Linked DNA regions of Mus musculus: regions 2, 3 and 4 are each linked to region 1. Evidence: chromatin contacts called from public Hi-C and HiChIP or PLAC-seq data. All regions are on one chromosome and are shown on one strand. The core of a region is the stretch at or near the end of the contact, and the rest is flanking DNA. Distances in the headings are between cores, read along the strand shown. Region 1 has its middle 54 kb from the start of Mir124a-1hg. Region 2 overlaps Msra (methionine sulfoxide reductase A). Region 3 overlaps Msra (methionine sulfoxide reductase A). Region 4 overlaps Msra (methionine sulfoxide reductase A).

The links. A called contact is a pair of places that touch in the nucleus more often than the background predicts. HiChIP or PLAC-seq counts read pairs in DNA pulled down with a chosen protein or histone mark.
Region 2: a Hi-C map of cerebral cortex shows a contact between it and region 1, with 2.3 times the contacts expected there. The contact joins two enhancer-like sites. A contact is called at or near these places in 2 of 15 datasets of contacts at CTCF or cohesin (embryonic stem cells and large pre-B cells), 7 of 484 Hi-C or Micro-C datasets (the HPC-7 cell line, bone marrow-derived macrophages, cerebral cortex and 3 more), 4 of 115 datasets of contacts at active chromatin or transcription factors (differentiating embryonic stem cells, embryonic basal ganglia, extraembryonic endoderm stem cells and 1 more) and 1 of 9 other capture datasets (embryonic stem cells).
Region 3: a contact with region 1 is called in a Hi-C map of cerebral cortex, with 3 times the contacts expected there. The contact joins two enhancer-like sites. A contact is called at or near these places in 2 of 15 datasets of contacts at CTCF or cohesin (embryonic stem cells and pro-B cells), 12 of 484 Hi-C or Micro-C datasets (the C10 cell line, CD4 T cells, the HL-1 cell line and 6 more) and 7 of 115 datasets of contacts at active chromatin or transcription factors (acute myeloid leukemia, embryonic basal ganglia, embryonic stem cells and 3 more).
Region 4: an H3K4me3 HiChIP or PLAC-seq map of embryonic basal ganglia shows a contact between it and region 1, with 3 times the contacts expected there. The contact joins two enhancer-like sites. A contact is called at or near these places in 1 of 484 Hi-C or Micro-C datasets (nephron progenitors) and 2 of 115 datasets of contacts at active chromatin or transcription factors (embryonic basal ganglia and trophoblast stem cells).

Annotation. Positions count from the first base shown.
Region 1 is chr14:64,532,705-64,535,530 of GRCm38.p6, forward strand. No RefSeq gene overlaps it. Among named protein-coding and RNA genes, the nearest start is that of Mir124a-1hg, 54 kb to the right of the region's middle. Within about 2 kb of position 1,352, at least 41 of the 459 cell types and tissues checked have an H3K27ac peak or open chromatin away from gene starts, as enhancers often do. A contact at or near this core is called in cerebral cortex, embryonic basal ganglia and forebrain, where this site is marked.
Region 2 is chr14:64,138,046-64,140,871 of GRCm38.p6, forward strand. All of the region lies in intron 5 of Msra (methionine sulfoxide reductase A), which reads right to left. Among named protein-coding and RNA genes, the nearest start is that of 9630015K15Rik, 23 kb to the left of the region's middle. Within about 2 kb of position 1,491, at least 55 of the 459 cell types and tissues checked have an H3K27ac peak or open chromatin away from gene starts, as enhancers often do. A contact at or near this core is called in cerebral cortex and forebrain, where this site is marked.
Region 3 is chr14:64,172,240-64,175,065 of GRCm38.p6, forward strand. The region is part of intron 5 of Msra (methionine sulfoxide reductase A); the gene reads right to left. Among named protein-coding and RNA genes, the nearest start is that of Gm52129, 26 kb to the right of the region's middle. Within about 2 kb of position 1,487, at least 40 of the 459 cell types and tissues checked have an H3K27ac peak or open chromatin away from gene starts, as enhancers often do. A contact at or near this core is called in cerebral cortex, where this site is marked.
Region 4 is chr14:64,232,223-64,235,048 of GRCm38.p6, forward strand. Msra (methionine sulfoxide reductase A) reads right to left here. Exons shown (of 6, transcript NM_001253712.1): 4 at 1,607-1,711. All of the region lies in intron 2 of Gm52132 (a long non-coding RNA gene), which reads left to right. Among named protein-coding and RNA genes, the nearest start is that of Gm52132, 18 kb to the left of the region's middle. Within about 2 kb of position 1,404, at least 20 of the 459 cell types and tissues checked have an H3K27ac peak or open chromatin away from gene starts, as enhancers often do. A contact at or near this core is called in embryonic basal ganglia, where this site is marked.

The DNA of each region.
Region 1 (2,826 bases), core at 102-2,601:
GCTCACCCCAGAAGAAACACCTTCGGTGACTAAATGCAGTAAGCAGATTCTGTGCACCGAGGTCTGAAGCTCCCATCCGCCGCCATCAGCTGTACCCTAGTTTCCTCCTCTCTCCAAGGGGAATACAATGAGTCCCTCCTAAGCTGAGTACAAGTGTAAAGAAAGAGGTGCATGGGAGTATCAATGCATCCCCGATAAGTATGGCAGACTTTAGATCCCGTTCCACCAAGGAGTAGACTACCAGGGCTTAAGAGGCTCCTTATCACATGATTCTTCACCTAGAATTTCAACTCCCTGGTCAGTTATAATGGGGCTCAGTATGGGTTTGGGAATTTCTGTTGACACAGGGTCTCACTCTCTAGCCCTGGATGACCTATAATTCACCATGTAGACCAGGCTGGCCCCCAACTCCAGAGATCCACCTGCCTCTGCTCTAGGTGCTGAGATTAAAGGACCATGTCCCCACACAGTCCTGGACAAGACTATTGTGCTTATTTACTCTAAAGTCACTTTTATGTCTCAGATGGCAGTAGAGAGCCTTGCATCTCCATCATTCAGTCTCCCTACCAGAGTTCACAGGGCACCTCTACATCGAAAATATCATTCTCCATGGTGAGGAATTCTAACCCACATCCACTGTAGCCAGGCTCCCAGAGACCCCGGGAGAGGGACACTGACCAGGCCCTATACACTCATGGACCCAGAGTTTCTTTTTCTCTGCCTCTGGGATTATCTAAGGGATTGGAAGATTTTTAAACCACTCCAAGCCGCTTGACTGCGCATGACGCCAGGCCTGCTGCAAAAAACAGACCCTGCCAAGCAGGGTGCTGCTTACCAAAACAAGATCTTTTTAATCTTTTTCTTTCCATTTCCACTTTATTTCCTAACCAAGAAGTGCACAATCCCAAGAGGAAAAATCAGCTCTCCCTTCTCTCTCCATCTCTCTCTGTTTGTCTCCAACCCTCCCCTGAGCATCTCCCTCAGCCTCCTTCTTGCCCTCCCATCTCTCTCTCCTCTTTCCCCACCCCCTCTAGCTTTTATCATTTTAAGCTGCGCGCATGCCATTCTTCAGGGGATTAAAGTCAAATTTAGTCTTCTGCAATTGTTATTACCTACCCCTTGGCTTATGAGATGCATTTGCCTGCATTTGTAATGCATCAATAACTTCCACTCTCCTCCACTGGAAAACAATGCATTATATTAAATAGCCTGTGTCTAGCCTTGTATTGAAACAGACGATAAATTAGGACTTCCAGCTCTTGGTTTTTTACTGATTCCTAAACCTGCCAGTTACATGCCTGTCCGCCCCGCTGAACATTCTCTCTGAAGCTGAGAATGCACAAAGCCCTTGTTCACCGGGCCTCCTGTCTCCATCACTCCTGCCGGCTGTCTGTTTCACACCACCAAGCAGATTGTAATTGGCAGGATGAGGTGCAGAAATAGGCAATGGTTTGAATATGCGGTTTTCAGCACACACAATCTCTCTCTCTCTCTCTCTCTCTCTCTCTCTCTCTCTCTCTCTCTCTCTCTCTCTCTCTCCCTTCCTCCCTCCTTCCCTCCCCCTTTTTAAAACACACACACACACAGAGTCTGTCTTACAATATTTTACAGACTTAGGAACTTGGCATGTGAAGATTCTGATGAGAATCGCCTGAGTACTGCAGCCCTCGGGTTAGAAGCTGAGAAAGGGAACAGTACAATCAACTGCCAATGCCAGCCTCGTCCACAGCAGGGCCTTCTGGGTCCTGGATAGGTGGTGTGGCTTTGGAAATATGCCCTAATGAGAATGGGTACTGAGACCTGAGATCTGCAAAGTGTTCCCAAGGGTCAACACTGTCCTGTCAGGATGTGTGTGCCGTCAGTCCTAGAGTGAGTTAGCAGAACCCTGGAAGGAGGAATCCAGCTCACAGAATATTGTCAGGGAAATGGAAACTCCACCATCAATCTGGCTGTCCAGTCATTTTATTGACTGTTTTAGAGACAAAGTCACACGGGTTCCAGGCTGTTCTCAAACTCGCTATGTTGCTAAGAATGACCTTCAACTTATGATCCTCCTGCTTTTACCTCCTGAGTGCTGGGATTACAAAGCCTGGCTTATGCAGTGTTGGGGATCAAACCCAAGACTGAGCAGGCTGTGCTATGCAAGCATTCTGAGCCACTCCCCCAGTTCAGCACTCCTCGGTTGCTGGATCACCCAGCAGGACTTCTCACTCTTGGTCTTCTTGGCATTTTAGCCAGGTATCTCCTTGCTGTGAAAGCATTCTGTACATTTGTAGGCTATTCCCCAGCAGCCCTGGCCTCTGCCATCTATGCCAGTAGCATCTCCCTCAAGTCGTGAGAATCAAAACTATCCCCAGGGGGCTGGAGAGATGGTTCAGCAATTAAGAGCACTTTCTGGTCTTCCAGAAGACCCAGGTTCATTCCCAGTACCCACATCAGGCACCTCACAACCATTTATAACTCCAGCTCTAGGGGATCTGATGCTTCTGGCCTCCATAGGCACCTGCACTCATCTGCCAGTATCCACATAGTGTTATATAATTAAAATATAGTTAAAAAAATAATTAAAAAAAAAACTATCTTCAGATACTGCGGAACAGTCCTTGCAGGGTACACCTACCCTACAATAGGAGAGACATATTTAGTCTCAGCCAGCACATGGTCACTGCACTTCAGAACCAATAAGGACAAAGAGTTCACCTAGTGCAGAGGCTGGGAATCCAACATCAAGGTGCTGGCAGGTCTGGCTTCTTCTGAAGCCTGTCCTAGTTTGCAGATGGCTACACTCTTGATGCCTCTTCCTGTGACATCCCCTCACTCAGGCTC
Region 2 (2,826 bases), core at 241-2,740, 390 kb before region 1:
GCAAGCCGGAGCTGGGGTTGGGGTGCTGTTCTGCACTGGCCTGACTCTGTGCTGTGCACTGCCCTGCTTGCATTGTGATTATGGTCCCATGCAAGCCTTACCATAGTCCCACCAACACCTCCAAGCTCTAGCCACTACCTGCCTTTGTCTATCTGTCGCCCTTAAGCCAGTCTTGCTTGTTCATGTTACTGCTTTAAAATGGGTCCCCCAACACCGACCATGGACACAGGGGACTGAGGAAGCTTAACTGTGAAGGTTCAGGGTTTGTCATTATTCTCTGCTCTGTGAAATGTGGCTCTCTTTTTTTGTCCTCTGTTCAAGAGCACACACACACACAACTCATAAACTCTCCCAGCCCTGAGAGAAGTCCCAGAAGTTTCTCCAGTCCGTGAACCTCATGGTGCACTAGCGTGGCAGAGAAGTAGCCTGAACCACGGATTTTACAGAGAGAAGAAAATTCCTACATACCTTGCAGAAGTCAAAAATCAGAAGCAGACAAATGGGGGACAACACTGCTGTTTATGCTTGAGGGTGTTCTGAAGTGACAGAGGGGTGTGAGAGGTACAGGGCTGATAGTGCTGAGGACAGAAGACACCCACAAGTCTTGAGCCATGCTGCCCCAACCCTCAGAGAGCTGAAAGCTGCTTCTCTGGGAACCCCATAACCCTTTTCCCCGATACCTTATCTACTTTCACGACTTTGGCCAACCGAGTCCTTCAACCTTTCCACACTTGACTTGGCTCACTTCTAAAATGACAATATTCTCCTTTGAGGTGTTTCTTAAGCTCACAAAATACAGCAAGTGGGCCTTACTTTTATTTTCCGGATGGATAACAGAAACTTAGAGAGGTCCAGTTGCTTGCCCGAGGTCACACAGCTGACAAGCGGCCATGGACCAAAGGAGACCAGACTGGGCCATCAGTATTAGACTTTCTGCCAGTGCCTCTAGATGGAAACACTATCTTGCCTCTCCTCCTGGACATGGGATGACTCCTTTTCTAGCTCCAGCCTGGCTGACAGGCACCAGGCTGTCACTCCACAGAGAGTTACGCGGAAGGGTGGAAGGAGAGTCCGACCTTGTGTTGGGAAAACAGGAGACAGTGCAGGCTTCTGCTGTGTCATTCAGATCCCATTCAGGTCACTCCGGGTACCTGATTGACTCCCCACCATCCTTTGTACTTTGTGGTCCACAGTATGTGTGCATGCACATGTGCACACACTTGGTGTTGACCTCTGATTCTTTCCACCACTCCCACGATCCCCAGCACTCCGGAGGATGCCCTTTACTCCTTGACTATCCAGATTCCAACTAAGTATCACGAAGGGAAGAAGGAAAATGGCTGGGTAAGGAGCACAGAGCTTTATTCTGCCCCCATCCCTCTGTCTCCCTCTTTGAGAACCTGGCACTGGGAACATAGCTCTTGCCTGCCAGGGACAGAGCAGCAGAGACTTGGCCGTGGTCTCAGCCAGATGTCACTCTCATCTGGCGGCCTTGGCTAGCTCAGTGTTTGGAATGAACAGCCCAAACATGGGGCAGGCGGGGCCCCTGCAGGGATGTGGGCAGAAAAGCTGAGCCCTAGCAATGCCCACAACTCTCTGTTTAAGGTGCAGGCAGGCAGCAGGAAAGGGGACATCAGAAGGGCAGCCACTTTCCCTTCTGACCCCTTCTCCTCCTGGATCCCTATCTCAGCTGTGGATGTGGCCCTATCTTGTTATTTTACCAAGAGACCAGACTCCCACTCACCTCTCTAGGGGAACAGCTCCCGGAAGTCTTGTGTGTCTTCCGTACACAGGACTCCACTCAGGATAACAGATGGAAGGAGCCAGGAGTGGCCCAGGCCCTGCATCTGGAGGCCTGGGGCCACTGCAGCTTAACCTTTGTAGCCTCACTGGGCCAAGGCCAAAGTCATACCTAGGGAGCTATGAAAATCCCATCCTGCACTGCACCAAATGAACCAGCAAAGACATACACAGTCCTGCTACCATGATGGATAGTGAGCTGGGCCTGTCTGGAACAAGGAGCCTCTAGATTCACAGACTGTCAAATGCTGAAGGGTCCCAGGCTGAGGTGGGGGCCCCTAGAACCTTGTGGGGGGGGGTTCTAAGAGGATGCTGGCTTCACCTGCAGCCAGAGGCAAGGTGCCTCAGAATAGAGTGAGGGTTGATCAGTATGTCAGGGACCGCATCATCATGTGCAGGGGGGTGGCACCGTGTGCTGCCTGCCAACGGGCCCATTTCGGTCACCATCTGCAGCAGAGAGTGGGACACCTGTCAGAAACAGCTGCTGACGGCAGATCGGAGTGTGTGTGTGGGTGCTTTGTGGTGGCCTGGAGCCGGGCACGCTGCCGGCCCACAGGAATGCCAACCGTGGACCTGGTGTGGAGAGAGGCGGTGAGAGAATCCCACTCCTCACTTCCACATAGGCAGGGCAATCACCGAAACTTCCTGCCTCCCTGGACATAGATTCCACCTGTTGTCTCTCTCATGGACAGAAGAGACAGCAGGGTTCCCTGTGGTGAAAGAGAAATGCCAGAACAATCCAGGAGAGAGCCTAAGACCTCCTGTAGTGAATACCCCAGGCATCTCTGTGGAGGGAGGGGGGAATGGCAACTGGGTATGTTCCTGGCTCTGTTGGAAAGAGTGTCCCCATGTGTGTGGCACTGAAGTAATAGGTTGGGCCCTTTCTTATATGGTCCACCCTGATGGGGTTTAATCTTTCAAAGTATCTGGACTTTTCTTTTTAGATAAATGAAGTTCAGTTCATCAACATAAAATAAAAAACTTTAATCCTGTAACAATTTGCAGTGAGAAATCTTTCCAAATGGG
Region 3 (2,826 bases), core at 237-2,736, 360 kb before region 1:
CTTTTCCTTGAAACAGTTTCTCAGAAGGGAGTTTGAAGCCTCCTTTCTTTCTCTTCAGAAGAAAACATTCCTCTAGAACCATCTGCTCTGAAAACCCATCCAGATATGTCAGTGGCTCTTTCTCTGGGACCACAGGCCAATATCACAGGTCCCCAGTGTCCCCCAAGCTCTGCAGGTATATGCATGTCCATTCTTTTTTAAATTTTTTGAAGATGTATTTATTTCATTTTATGTGTATGGGCATTTTGCCTTCATGTATGTCTGTGCACTATGTGTGTGCCTGGTGCCTGAGGAGGTAAGAAGACAGAATTGGACTCCCTGGAACTGGAGTTCTAGATTTTCTATAGGTTCTTGAAATCCAACTTGGGGTCCTCTGCAAAAAACAAGTGGTCTTAACTGCTGAGTTATTTCTCTAGCCCCTGTTCATTCTTGTCTGACCTGAAGGCTGCTACAGGTTGATGTTAAGAACAGAAGGGGTGCTGGGTGGAGAGGTACAAGCCTTTAATCCCAGCACTCAGTGGGCAGAGACAGGTGGATCTCTGTGAGTTTGAGGCTAGCCTGGTCTACAAAGCAAGTTCTAGGACAGCCAGCGCTACAAAACCCTGTCTCAAGGAAACAAAACTAAACAAGAACTGAGTGGGGTTGGAGGGCCTTCTCTAGCACAATGGCAGGTCAAGACAGGCTAAGGAAGAGTGGGAAGGGAGCAGGGCCAGGAGTCCCGGGTTCAAGTGTGCTTTGCCCATGACTCAGCAAGTACCTTGGTCCAGGAACTCCAGCTTGTCCTGCCTAAGTTTTCTGTGACCCACAGAAAGGAAACCCAGTGCGATAAGGCTGAGGTAGTCTGGGGTTAGGGTAGGATGCACTGCTCTAGGCCTATGGACCTGCAGTTCTCCACAGAGCCAGGCAAGGAAGACGTTAATATTCTCAGTCTATAAGTAGCTCCTGCGGTTGCAGATAAAATTAAATGGCATGACTATTTTGGTAGAAAGTCAGGTAAAAAAAAAAAAGCCGAAAAATAAGCTCTCTGTCAAATGCCAATCCCCACCCCCCATCCGCCACACACACCCTGTTCTTTTTTTACGCCCATTTGGTATTTGTTTTTAATTCTGGCTGATTGTCAATTTTAAAACCTGATGCATAGCGTGGCTTGCTATTCCGGAGGCGTTATTTTAAGATAAAACAATGTAAATTCTGCCTTGGGATGGCAGATGGCTGGCAGTTCGCTGTTTGGCAATGCAACTGGTATGGTATGTTGAGGATTGAGAGCAGCAGGTACAGGGCTCAATTCGAAACCGCCACAGATGCTCGGAGGGAGCGGGGGAGGGGCGCAAGCTGGTCAGGAAATCGAGTACGGTACTGGGAGCTCAGAGGGGGGAAAAAGATGGTAACTAGCTGAAAGTTTGCTTCTTCTGGGCTCTTCTCACTCTCTTTCTTTGTCTTTGGCTGCTCTGTGGAGATTCGGAAAGGCCCTTAGAGGTCAAGAGCTGGTGAATGCTTCTCATTTTGCTTCAGCTCAGTCTGATGGGTAAGGCCTGGGCTCCTTGAGAAAGCACAAGGCAAGGACAAAGGAGATAAAGGAAATCTGAATGTGTTTTTCCACAGAGACATGCAAATGGCGGCATCAAGCAGGGAGCCTGCACCTAGTGCAGACATTGTAGGGAGGACGGACCAGAGTCTGAGGAAGACACAGAGCACTGCCAAAGGCAGTTTCTCACCTGAAGAGCCTCACTACAAAATCTTCCCTGTCACCTTCACTGTGGGGCCAGAGAGTGACCAGGAGTTGGGTGCTGACCTGGAGAGGAAGAGGTCAGAGGGGGTCCATTCAGAGCCAGTGAGGACTGCTGAATGCTTTTTAAAAAGGTCACTCACCCGCAGTCTCCCCTTAGAATCTCAAAAAGACTCAACAAGCAAACTCCTCTGTGTGATTATGTGATTGCTGTGTGTGTGTGTGTGTGTGTGTGTGTGTGTGTGTGTGTATGCATGTATGTGTGTGTGTGATTGTTTATATGTGTGTATGTGTGATTGTGTATGTGAGAGATTGTATGAGTTTGTTGCCTGTGTATGTTTGGGTGTATGTGTGTGTGTGTGACTGTATGTGATTGTGTGTGATTGTGTAATTGTGTATGAGAGTGACTGTGTGTGACTGTATGTGATTGTATGTGTGTGATTGTGGTTTTGTGTTGTGTGAGTGATCATGTGAGTGATATGTGGCTGGCTGTGTATGTGAGACTTTGTGTGATTGTGTATATGTGTTTGACTGTAATGCATTTCAGTGTGTGTAATTGTGTGTATGAGTGTGTGATTGTGTGTGTTTGAGTGTGTATGTGAGACTGTGTGTGTGATTGTGGGTAGTATGTGTTGTGTGTGTATGTGATTTGAACTCTTTAAACTCTTTTTCTTAGTCTTACAGTGCTGGGAACACACATGGCTGCTTTTGCTGATGGCCCCCTGGGTAATGCCTGAAGCAATGTCTCTATGAGGCTGCTGAAGGTCCCGAGCACAGCTGAGGCCAGAGGACCTGGCTTGGATGATGTAACTCCAGAGTAAGACTCCCTCCTAACCTAACCTAACCTAACCTAACCTAACCTAACTAACCTAACTAACCTAACCTAACCTAACAAACTTCAGAGTGCCATGATCCTAAAGAGTCACTGTATTCACTATGCAGGTGAATTCCCCAAGGACCCCTTCCCCTTCCCTTTCTGGTGTCTTGGCAGAAAAGACAAGCTAATCAAAATTTAAATTCACGGGCTCCTCTGGACCCTGAGTGATGAGCAAATGCTCTGTGAGTCTTTAGACCGGTCGAGGCTGTGTGCTGTCTCCTCA
Region 4 (2,826 bases), core at 154-2,653, 300 kb before region 1:
TGGAATGGGTAAGATATTAAGGGAGGATGTAAAGGTAGAAAAATAGTGATGTGGTCCTGTCTGAAATGCCACTGAAGGGGGGTTCTACAGGAACAGAACATTGTGAGAGGCAGCCAAGTTCCAGGCTCCAAGCTGCCCTGCAGGACCTTGCTTTGGGCTTTCTGGATTCCTAATGTGGGTCTCCCCGGTGGTTTAGAAGCTCGGAGCATTCTATCTCGACCCCCGGCTTTACATGACATAACCGAATGTCTGCAGCACCCGAGGAAGACTCACTAGCATGAGCTCTTGGATACAAGCAACAGCCAGAGTTTCCTATCTCTGCTGTCAAGGTGGTCTTACACATGTGATAGGGCAACCCAGCGGTCCAAACTCTGGTGACAACAAACCTTTGGACTGCAGTGCTCTTGTCCCTGTAGGCCTTGACCTACTGGCCCACATCTCCGCTCTCACCTCACCTCAGGACCCATCCCCATAGAAAACCAGACATTTCCATTACCGCTCCAACCAGGTCTTAACCCTAATGTACCTGGCGGGCTCACCTGATGATGTAACAACTCTCTCTCTCTGCTGTACTTGCCTTCGCTCTGATCTTTGATCTTTGCAAATGACCCCCATAGTGGGTAGTTCTAGTGGGGCAAAATGGGGGACACACTTGATACAACACACAGCACTTAAGACCCACCAACTTGCTCTGTTGGGCTCATGCTAAGATTTTACCACAAGCACAAACGTAGCTAGAAATCTCCACTCCTTAAGAGATTGTCAATATGCAAACCTCTCACAGAAAATGCCAAAGGGAAACTTGTTTATGTGAGTAGACAAAGGCTGGGCAAAGGATGCTTGTGCAAGATCCCAGTTCAGAAGCCTCTCCGTGCCCGAGCAAGGCACTGATAAAGCCACCCTTGTAAGGAGGCTAGGATGTAGTGGAGAAATCTTTCACTATTTACTGTAGTATTAGTCAACGGGAGACTTTCTGCTTGTGAGTGTATCCGAATAATGTATTTGGCCACCAGATACTGTTTGTAGTCAAAATACATTAATATCCCCACATGACATATTCCAAAGAGGACAAATGAAACGTTTGGATAGCCCAAGTTGCATTATGGACTACTGAACACTGTTTTTCACCTTTATATTCTTTTTGTTCCTTCTTGTAATCACCCACAGACATTTCTTTAAAAAACAAACCCGATAACGTCAAAAAGATGAGAAAAGCTAAACTCTGAGAAAACAAAGGGACCATAAATCAGGGAAACTGTGGTTACTGGGAAGACACTTTAATTTTGTAGACAAAAGGCTGCATTAAGGAAGAATAATGCAATAATCAAAGGTGAAGGGATCGCCATTGTCTGGCGTCTTTCTCTGTGGGAATTTTCCCACCCCTGACAGCTGTAATGGGGGGAGGGGCGCTGGCTGTGGCTGCGCCTTTATTCTCTTACCCCCCACTCCCCATGTGCTCCCGCCCCGTTCCGTCAGTAAATGTCTGCAATCATATTCTTGAGCTCCTGTGTGATTTCAAGGTTCATCTCTCCCATGCAGCTCAAACACTAATTATCCCAGCTGTAATTAGTAAGATAATTAAATACTGGCTCACTCATCACTCTACCTTGGGTCGGGTCGTGATTCTCCCAGAAGACCTTGAGCAGTTCCTCAAAGCTGATGTGCTCTGGCCGGTACACAACCCGGACGACTTCGGCGTGGCCAGTTTTTTCTACAGAGAGACAGAACATACAACCCAATTTTACTGATAACATCAAGTCATTGCAAGCTACTGGGGCTCCAAAGATCCTGCAGATGGGAGCTGGACTTTTCTCTCTGATGGAAGGGTACAAGTGTAATTGGATTTCAGTTGCTGGTCTCATCCCCAGTCTCAGTCCCCGGTTATAAAAGCATAGTTATCCTCCCTGGAGATTCCCGGGATGAAGACTTCTGTGTCTTTCATATGAGAACTCAACTCCATTTTCATTTTCCCCCCACCCCCACATTTATTCATGTGTGTGGGTTCATGTGTGTGGGTGTGCATATGGAGACTTCAAGTCGACGTCAGGAATTATTCCTGATTGCTGTTCTACCTTATTCACAGAGGCAAGACTCCTCAGTCAAACTAGAGCTTGATCATACAGCTAGTCTTGTTGCTCTGAGGATCTTCTATCTCTCCCTGCTGCTGGACTTTACAGGTGTGCTGCTGCTTTTATGTGGGGGTTCTGTGGAATCTGAACTCCATTCCTCACCCTTAGACAGCAAGTGCTATAACTGCTGAACCATGTCCCCAGCCTGGATTTTCATCTTCTAGTCTCATTTTTATGAAATCGAGAGCCAATCAGTCTGACCTGGTGCTCAGGAGTGAAAACTCTGAAAGGGGACTTTCCCAATTTCTTTTTACATTACTCTAACTACAAGGAGTAGGCTCAGCTGAAGTACAGACCAGAATAATGCTAGAGAGAGAAACCTTCAGAAATAGACTGAGAACTCATCCCTATTAGGTAAATTAGTGGTAAGACACAGTTGCCGTGCTCTGAACACTGAGTCAGAGACAAGCACCCAGGAGTTGTATTTTCTCAGCCCAGTTCCTCTCTGTAGTGAATATCTGTGCTAGAAAATGTCCTTTGCAGTGTTCACCGTAGCGGGTTTATTCTCACAGGCAATACTGAAGATTCAAGAATGGGGAACGAAGTGCATGCCTGTGTATTTCTTATAGCTGTCAAGGTCATGTTCTTCCTGTTGGCCAGTCTCAGAAGCATGTAGGAACAGGGCCCCTTCCCACACAACACAATCTCTGTATTCAAATCTGTGCACGCTCTCTTTTCTGTCGCCTTGTGTATCATA